Regions from separate parts of the Mus musculus genome. Here region 1 is linked to region 2. The links are chromatin contacts, called in public promoter capture Hi-C maps. All regions are on one chromosome and are shown on one strand. The core of a region is the stretch at or near the end of the contact, and the rest is flanking DNA. Distances in the headings are between cores, read along the strand shown.

Region 1 (3,680 bases), core at 967-3,466, 220 kb before region 2:
GGCAGCGTGTGCCTGAGTTTGGACTGCCAGCATCCACATAAAAAGCCCAGTGCAATGGTGCTTGCCTGTAATCCCAGGTGGAAGACAGTCTAGGTGAACGGGTGGCTCCAGGTTCAGTAAGAGAGACTCTCAAAAAGTGAGAGTGGATAGGTTGGAGAGATGGTGCCTGCATTGTCAGGTAGCTCACAACTGCCCATACCTCCAACTCTAGGACATCCAACACCCTCTTCTGGCCTCTGCTCATATACACATACACAGACCTTAAAATAAGATGAATCTTAAACAATAATAGAGTGGAGTGTGACTGATGAAGGTACCAGAGGCCAGCATGTACCTGCACAAACTAACACACACACACACACACACACACACACACACACATACACACACGAACACACATATACAAATAAAAGAAAACCTATGTCAGTCAGAGAGAGGCAATAAACACATATGTCAAAAGCTAGCATGCACTCACAATCCAGTTCTTCCCCAACAGATGCGGAAGAAATGTCAACCAATAAGAACCTGTCACTGCGCAATGGGAAACAGCTTCCCTGCCCAGTTCTATCCAAGGTGACCTGCTTACATATGACAGGTCTGGGTCACAATCAGTGCCACCAGCAGCTCAGTCCTCCAGCTTAATTGCTGCTCTGCCCTCCCCTGCCCTTCCAGCTGCTTCTCCAGTGCTTGGCTCCAATTCATGGACCTGCTGCCACTGTGTTGACTGGCCCTGACCTCTGACCCTCTGCTTGTCTCTTGTGGCCAGGCTACCTGTGTGTCCTGGATATTGTGTCCACCTTCGATGCTCACACCTAGCAGAGCCCCAGTTCTAATGTTAAATGCTTCCCCCATGTGCAGGCACAAGCATCAGAAGGGCTGTAGAGTGCAGCTATGGATGAGCTCGGGCAGTCTCTGGTCCCTGACATGTACCCTCCAACACCCCTCTTACATGGTCTGTCCTCACTGGGCTCCACCCACAGGCTGCACTCAAAGCCTGCTCCGGGGCAGGATGTGGGGCAGATGCTGTGGCGTGGTGCACCTGAGCACATATGTGGGGCCCACCCATGCCTGCAGACAGGACCAGTTGCTCCTCCCAAGACTGGAGTGCTATGGTCCTGCAGAACTGGAGGTGGGGGTGGGGTGAGAACCTGTGCAGCAGACTGGATTGACACTGTTTTATCCTTGTCTCCCTGGGGATGTTGGCTTGGCTGAGGTAGAAAGGGGACTGTTGGGCACAGAGAGTCTCCACTGGAACCCACTCAGAGCCTTGTCTCAGGGACACTTCCTTGCTATCTCCTTGTCCCAGGAACTTATCAACACTGTCAATTCCCAGAGAAAGAGAGTGGCTTTTAACCCTGTACCTGGCTACTAAGCACACCTTGTGCTGGCGAGGTCCACCAGAGCCCTGACTGATCCTCAGAGGCAGAGGTGTGCAGGGATGAGGGCAGCTCTCACATTCACTTCCCCCACCTCCCTACTGGTTCACCATGTGAGAGGGCCAATCTGCCAACTCTGACCAACCATGGCCCTCTGGGATAGGAGTGAGTTCATGTCCAGCACACCTGGAAACAGGTCATGGCATCGAGGTAGAGACGGCCTGGCTGGAGGACTGGGTATTGAGGGAGGTGAGAGACTGCAAGCCTGCTAGGAACTTAAACTGGACAAAGACCAGCGCCCACCCGGGGGCTGTGCTCCTGAGTGTGAGAAAGTGCAGGGACATGGAGGAATGGGCAGGCCCTGTGCCCCTATATCCCTCACACGAATACAAGCATGCAGCATGCTCACAACCCTGCTGCAAACCCTATGTCTGCTTCAGTATGCACAGGCAGTCTTGCTGCACATCAAGATGACTCTGGGGTTTCTTCTGCTGAGCAAACTGGGCTGCTCTGGCCCAGGGTTCACTGGAGTGGGGGAGCCTTGTTATTACTCAGAGACCTAAAATACTATTGGCTGTAAATCAGTCCCTGCTTCAAGGCTACGGGCCCTACTCCATGTGGAGGCAGGAGCAGGGCCTGGGCACCACCTGTACCTGACAATGCCCGCCCGAGGCTCAAACTTGGTGGCTAGCAGCAGTCACCTCAGGGAGGCAGGCTCGAGGTTCCCCAGGCACTTTCCGGTAGGTTGTCTCCCTGACTGAGCTCTGGCCTGGGCTCGGGACCCTCCAGAAGGATCTCTGGCCACCAGTGGCTCTCACAACTCATGACCTCAGGTGGCAGGAATGCTCGGCGCGGCGCCATCTGGTTCTGATTACCCATGCTAGGCTGCGGGCGCCTCAGCCAGGGATCTGCGTCCCAAGTGGCTGGAGATTGATTTGGGCTCCTCGGAGGCTTTAGCAGGAGGATGTGAGGAAGGCACATCTGCACCAAAGTGGGGCTTGGGCCAAGGCAGGCAGGCGGCCATGGTGCCGTGCCATGGCACCAGTGAGGATGCTGTGGACTGAAGGCCACCTCGATGGCCCTCAGGTGTTAAGAATTACCTCAAAGAGCTTGCTTTGCAGGTTACCAGAGGCTTCCTTCTCAGAGACCTGGGCTGTACAGAACCAGGATCCCTGGGCCTCTAGGGCCAACACTGGCCCTGACTCTGGGCGAAATAGGACCCAGCCTTCACCAAACCCGGAGTCATTCTCACCCTCCCAGGCAGGAAGGCAAGCTCAGCAGGGGGCTGGGGCTCCCCACCTCCTTTGATGTGTACAGGCCCTGCCCACCTTACCCCAACTACTTCCAGGCTGCAGTTCCTAGTTCCCCTTCTGCTTTAACTTTTCAAATCATTAGTAGAGTAAAAGTTCATCTCTGGACTAGAACATGCCCATAAATTAAGTCTTAAGTTCCAGCAGCTGTTTCCCAAACATGTTGGGAGATTCCAACTATCTGGGCTGGAAGGGCTGCCTCCTGGGTGCAGCCCCAGGGCCCTGAGTAGGAGCTGCATAGCTCTGCCTTCCAGCTGATGAGAGTCAAGCCACTAAGGAGATGGACGCTGGACCCACGGGGACACTGCTGCTCTCTTCCAGGCTTCAGAGGCAGCGAGTGAAGGGGAGCCCCAAGCTTACCTGTTGGGCTCAGCACCTGTGAGGTGGGGCTCAGGACACACAGACCCGGTGGCTGAGTACTGTGCTTCTCCACATGCTCACATGGTTCTGAGGGTTAGGGACTTCTCTGAAGGTTGGAGGCCCCTCCCTTCACAGCAAGGAACCTGTGGGTCTCTCAGACCCTGAGAGAAGGATGGATGGACTGACATATAGAGCAGTCTTATTCTGAATTCATTATGTGTCCAGCACAACTGGACCCCCAGGAATGGTCTTAGCTTAGAGCTGGGGATCAGAGGAGCCTGCCTTACCAGTGGGCCTACCTCCTTTTCCTACTAGGCACTGCTGGTGGGGAGGCCAGGTTATCTATGCTGTCTCTGCTCCCCAGTGAGGGCACTCCTGGATCTGTCCCTACTTAGTCACTTCATTGTTCCCAGGCCCCCAAGCTATGGTATGTCATCTCTTTTGGGCCTCTCTTATAGTTCTACTCCACATCAGTCTCTTTCTGCTCTAGGACTTCCACTGATCCTCTATCCACTGCCCATAACCAATCCCTTTCCCAGAATGGCCTCATGATAAGGCCCTGATTTGTACCCTGGGTTTAGTGACGCCCTTATGACCCTGGGTGCCATCCGGCATCAACCAAGCCCTACCTTTA
Region 2 (3,636 bases), core at 68-2,567:
GGTAGGCAGACTTCATTCGGGGAACTGAGCCCACTTGCCACAAGCAGAGAGACTGTACTAGGTAGGATCATGACCCCAAATATCTTGAATTTGGGGTTAGGGGCAAGGCTTGCTTTTTCAAGAAGGAAATTTTGCTGTGATGTAAGAGTTTGCTCCACTAAGCTGAAGGAAGGGTGTGGTAGGTAGGTCATGAGGCAGGCACATAGATGTACCAAAAAGGAGGGAATCTCAACTGGAGAATGGGATTCTAGGAAGGATGGTGGAACCTCTGAGGCCGCCTGAATGGACAGTGCTTACTGAGATGGTTCTAGAAAGCATTATTAGCAAATGGGCCAGGGATTCCTGGAAAACTGTCCTTCCCAATCCTTTCTGTGTACTAAGATTAGCTTGGGGTGGGACACACCTTTTGTTGTTGTTTTGAGACGGAATGTCATAGAGTTTTATTGCTCTGAAGGGAGAGTATGACTATGGCAACCCCTTGTAAAGGGAAACATTTATTGGAGCTGGCTGGCTTTCAGAGGTTCAGTCCATTATCATCATGGTGGAAGCATGGCAAAATGCAGGCAGTATGCTGGCAAAGGAGTTGAGAGTGCTATGTCTTGATCCATAGGCAACAGAAGTCTTCGTGCCACACTGGGTATAGCTTAAGCATATCAGACCTCAAATCCTGTCCCACAGTAACACACTTTCTCCAACAAGGCCATACTTATAGTGCCACTCCCTATGACCAAGCATTCTAATACATGAATCTATGAGGGTCAAACCTATTCAAACCACCACAAGGTTTCATTGTGTAGACCTTGAACTCAGAGATCTTTTGCCTGAATGATGGGATTAAAGGCATGTACCACCACTGCTGTCCAGCTTGGCATATTTGGGAGGCTGAGGCAGAGAGATCTCTGTGAGTTTTAGACTAGACTGGTCTACATAGTAAATTCTAGGTCAGCTAGGGCTATACAGGAAGGCCCTGTCTAAAAAACCAAAACAATAGCTCAAATGCAAGATACTTTCTGGTTTTTAGAATTGGCTAGTTGGACCAGGGAATCTGAGCCATCATTCTGAGAAGACTTTCATCAGCAGGCTTAGAAAACTGGAAGTCCTAAGCTTCATACGTGAAGACTCTCTTTACATCTTGTACATCCTTCTGGCATGGTCCGGGTGTGCCTAATAACATCAGTTGTGTATGGAACACACTGAAAGTTTTCCTTCTTGCCAGTGACTGGGGACTAGCAAGCAGCCTTTTGAGGTTCAGTTCTAGTGCCCTCCCCCCATCTTCCTGGCATGGTCAGCAGAGGCACTGCCAGGTCCCAAGTGCTGTTGTTCCTGGACCTCAGCCAACAGAGGCCACATGTGTCCTCCAAGTATCTATTTTAATCGGGGCTGGGCCCTACAGGAAGTGAAAGGGCCTGATCCAGTACCTATTTGCCAGAGCTACCCATACTCTGGTGATAGAGCTAGAGATGGGGAGGCTCTGTAGCCAAGGACAGCTCAGAGAAAGTTGGGGTACTCTCTTAGGTTTGGAAGTCTTGACCGCCACAGAACACTGAGACCTTCCTTTGTTATCTTGTCTGCATTGAAGGACCTTGGCTGTTCTCAGACATGGACAGAGCTGTTTAGTGTAGGTGTCCATCCATTCATTGTGTATTGACCAGCCCCCTGTATGTTCTAGCAAGTAGGACATACTTCAGAGTGTGTACCAGGACCCTGGTCATGAAGGAGCTCCCATGTAGGCTGTAGGACAGGGTGGGGGTTATATGCTTTGTACATGCCAGAGAATTTTTGACCACATTTCCTCCAGGATCTGCTTAAAGCATTCTAATTTTCTGTAAACATTCTAAAAAAGAAGGAAGCTAATGTTAAGTAAGTGTGAGACTGACTACTTTGTAATACTCAGTGTTTATATAGCTCAAATTCAAACTGTCTCCTATTAGGCTCATGTTTTCCTTGTTCCCCAGCAGGTATCACAGTTTTGGGGGCCTAGTTGCTGAAAATGGGCATGGTGGCTCACACCTTTAATCTCAGCACTTGGGAGTTAAAGGCAAGTAGTTCTTTGTGAGTTTGAAGCCAGCATGGTCTCATTTGTGAATTCCATCGTTGAGACCCCCATCTCAAAAATAACAAAACAAAACAACACAAACAACAACAAAAAATAAAAAGAAAGTAGATCATACTCAGCCATGGTTTACCTACTATGTGTTTCTTGGTTCTCCATGGCATGAGGAGCCTCTGCCACAGGCTAGGTCATGGTCTCCACCATATCCTGCCTGCCATGATGGTCAGAAACTATGAGCCAAAATCTTTCTCCCTCAAGTTTCTTTCAGATGTTGTCACAGTGAAATAAAAGACACTAATGTAGAAAATTCTCCAGAAAAGGTACACTCTTTGTTTTGTAACTAAATTTGACCATGAAGTTTTTAAACCTTTGGAACTGTCCTGCAAGGTGAATTTACAAGATTGGAGATGTGGGCTAGAGAAGCCCCAGAATGTTATAATTGAACGGGCAGGATGCAGCTAGAAATACAAGTGGCAAAGACTGCCTCAAGGCTTCCAACGGTGGAGTCTGTTAGAGTCCAGAAATTTTGATTGAGGCTGTACTCAAAATGGACAGTTGAGTTTGTCAGAGGAAATTTAACCTGGTCTGTAGTGAGATTAGAGGCAAAAGAACAGAAAGATGTGAAAAAACACGTACTTTGATTGGAAAGGGAGCATGAGCATATTTTAAAGTGTATGTCAAGCAAGAGTGGCCAGAGCTGTTAGGGGAATCTTGGCAGCGGATCTGAGTTCTGAGAGTGAGTCCCAGAACAGCCAGAGCTACACAGAGAAACCCAGTCTCAAAAAAAAAAAAAAAAAAAAAAAAAAAAAGACAAAAGACAGGGCCAGGCTGTGGTGGCGCACACCTTTAATCGCAGCACTTGGGAGGCAGAGGCAGGCGGATTTCTGAGTTCGAGGACAGCCTGGTCTACAGAGTGAGTTCCAGGACAGCCAGGGCTATACAGAGAAACCCTGTCTGGAAAAACCAAATAAATAAATAAAAAGAAAGAAAGAAAAGAAAAAGAAGAAAAGGAAAGAAAAAGAAACACCAGGACTGAAGGCAAACCAGGGAGAAAAGGGTTTATCTGGCTTACACTTCCACATCCATAGTCACCACTGAAGGAAGTCAGGACAGGGGCTCAGGCAGGACAGGAACTGGAAGCAGAGCTGATGCAGAGGGTATGGAGGGATGCTGCTCACTGGCTTGCTCACCATAGTTGGCTCAGCCTGTTTTCTTACAGAACCTAGGAGCATCCCCCATCAATCACTAATTAAGAAAATGCCTTACAGGCTTGCCTACAGCCTGGTTTTATGGAGACATTTTCTCATTTGGGGTTCCCTCTCCTCTCTAGCTTGTGTTAAGATGACACAAAATTAGCTAGCACAATGGGTATACTCTTCAGTTCTGAGAGTGTGTTGGCCTTCATTTGTTATTTTCTGTATTTTCGGAAGGTCTGTTTTCAATTAAAATTTGTTTATGGCTCCTGGCTGATAAGGGGCTGCTTAGGGAAGACAGGGGACCTTAGTGCTTCAGTTAATCGGGGTTCTGTGGAGTCACAGTGTTGTGTCTCTGGAGCCCCTAAAGACCACCAAGGAGCCAATTGG

The links. Promoter capture Hi-C pulls out the DNA fragments that hold promoters and counts their contacts.
Region 1: a contact with region 2 is called in a promoter capture Hi-C map of cranial neural crest, with 4 times the contacts expected there. The contact joins two enhancer-like sites. A contact is called at or near these places in 11 of 39 promoter capture datasets (the 3T3-L1 cell line, 3T3-L1-derived adipocytes, the HPC-7 cell line and 6 more), 1 of 15 datasets of contacts at CTCF or cohesin (the NIH/3T3 cell line), 2 of 484 Hi-C or Micro-C datasets (embryonic stem cells and nephron progenitors) and 3 of 9 other capture datasets (adipose tissue, embryonic stem cells and liver).

Annotation. Positions count from the first base shown.
Region 1 is chr16:18,553,982-18,557,661 of GRCm38.p6, reverse strand. All of the region lies in intron 7 of Gnb1l (guanine nucleotide binding protein (G protein), beta polypeptide 1-like), which reads right to left. Among named protein-coding and RNA genes, the nearest start is that of Tbx1, 31 kb to the left of the region's middle. RefSeq lists an enhancer at 25-3,494. Within about 2 kb of position 2,216, at least 42 of the 459 cell types and tissues checked have an H3K27ac peak or open chromatin away from gene starts, as enhancers often do.
Region 2 is chr16:18,331,887-18,335,522 of GRCm38.p6, reverse strand. All of the region lies in intron 1 of Tango2 (transport and golgi organization 2), which reads left to right. Among named protein-coding and RNA genes, the nearest start is that of Mir185, 6.2 kb to the right of the region's middle. Within about 2 kb of position 1,317, at least 13 of the 459 cell types and tissues checked have an H3K27ac peak or open chromatin away from gene starts, as enhancers often do.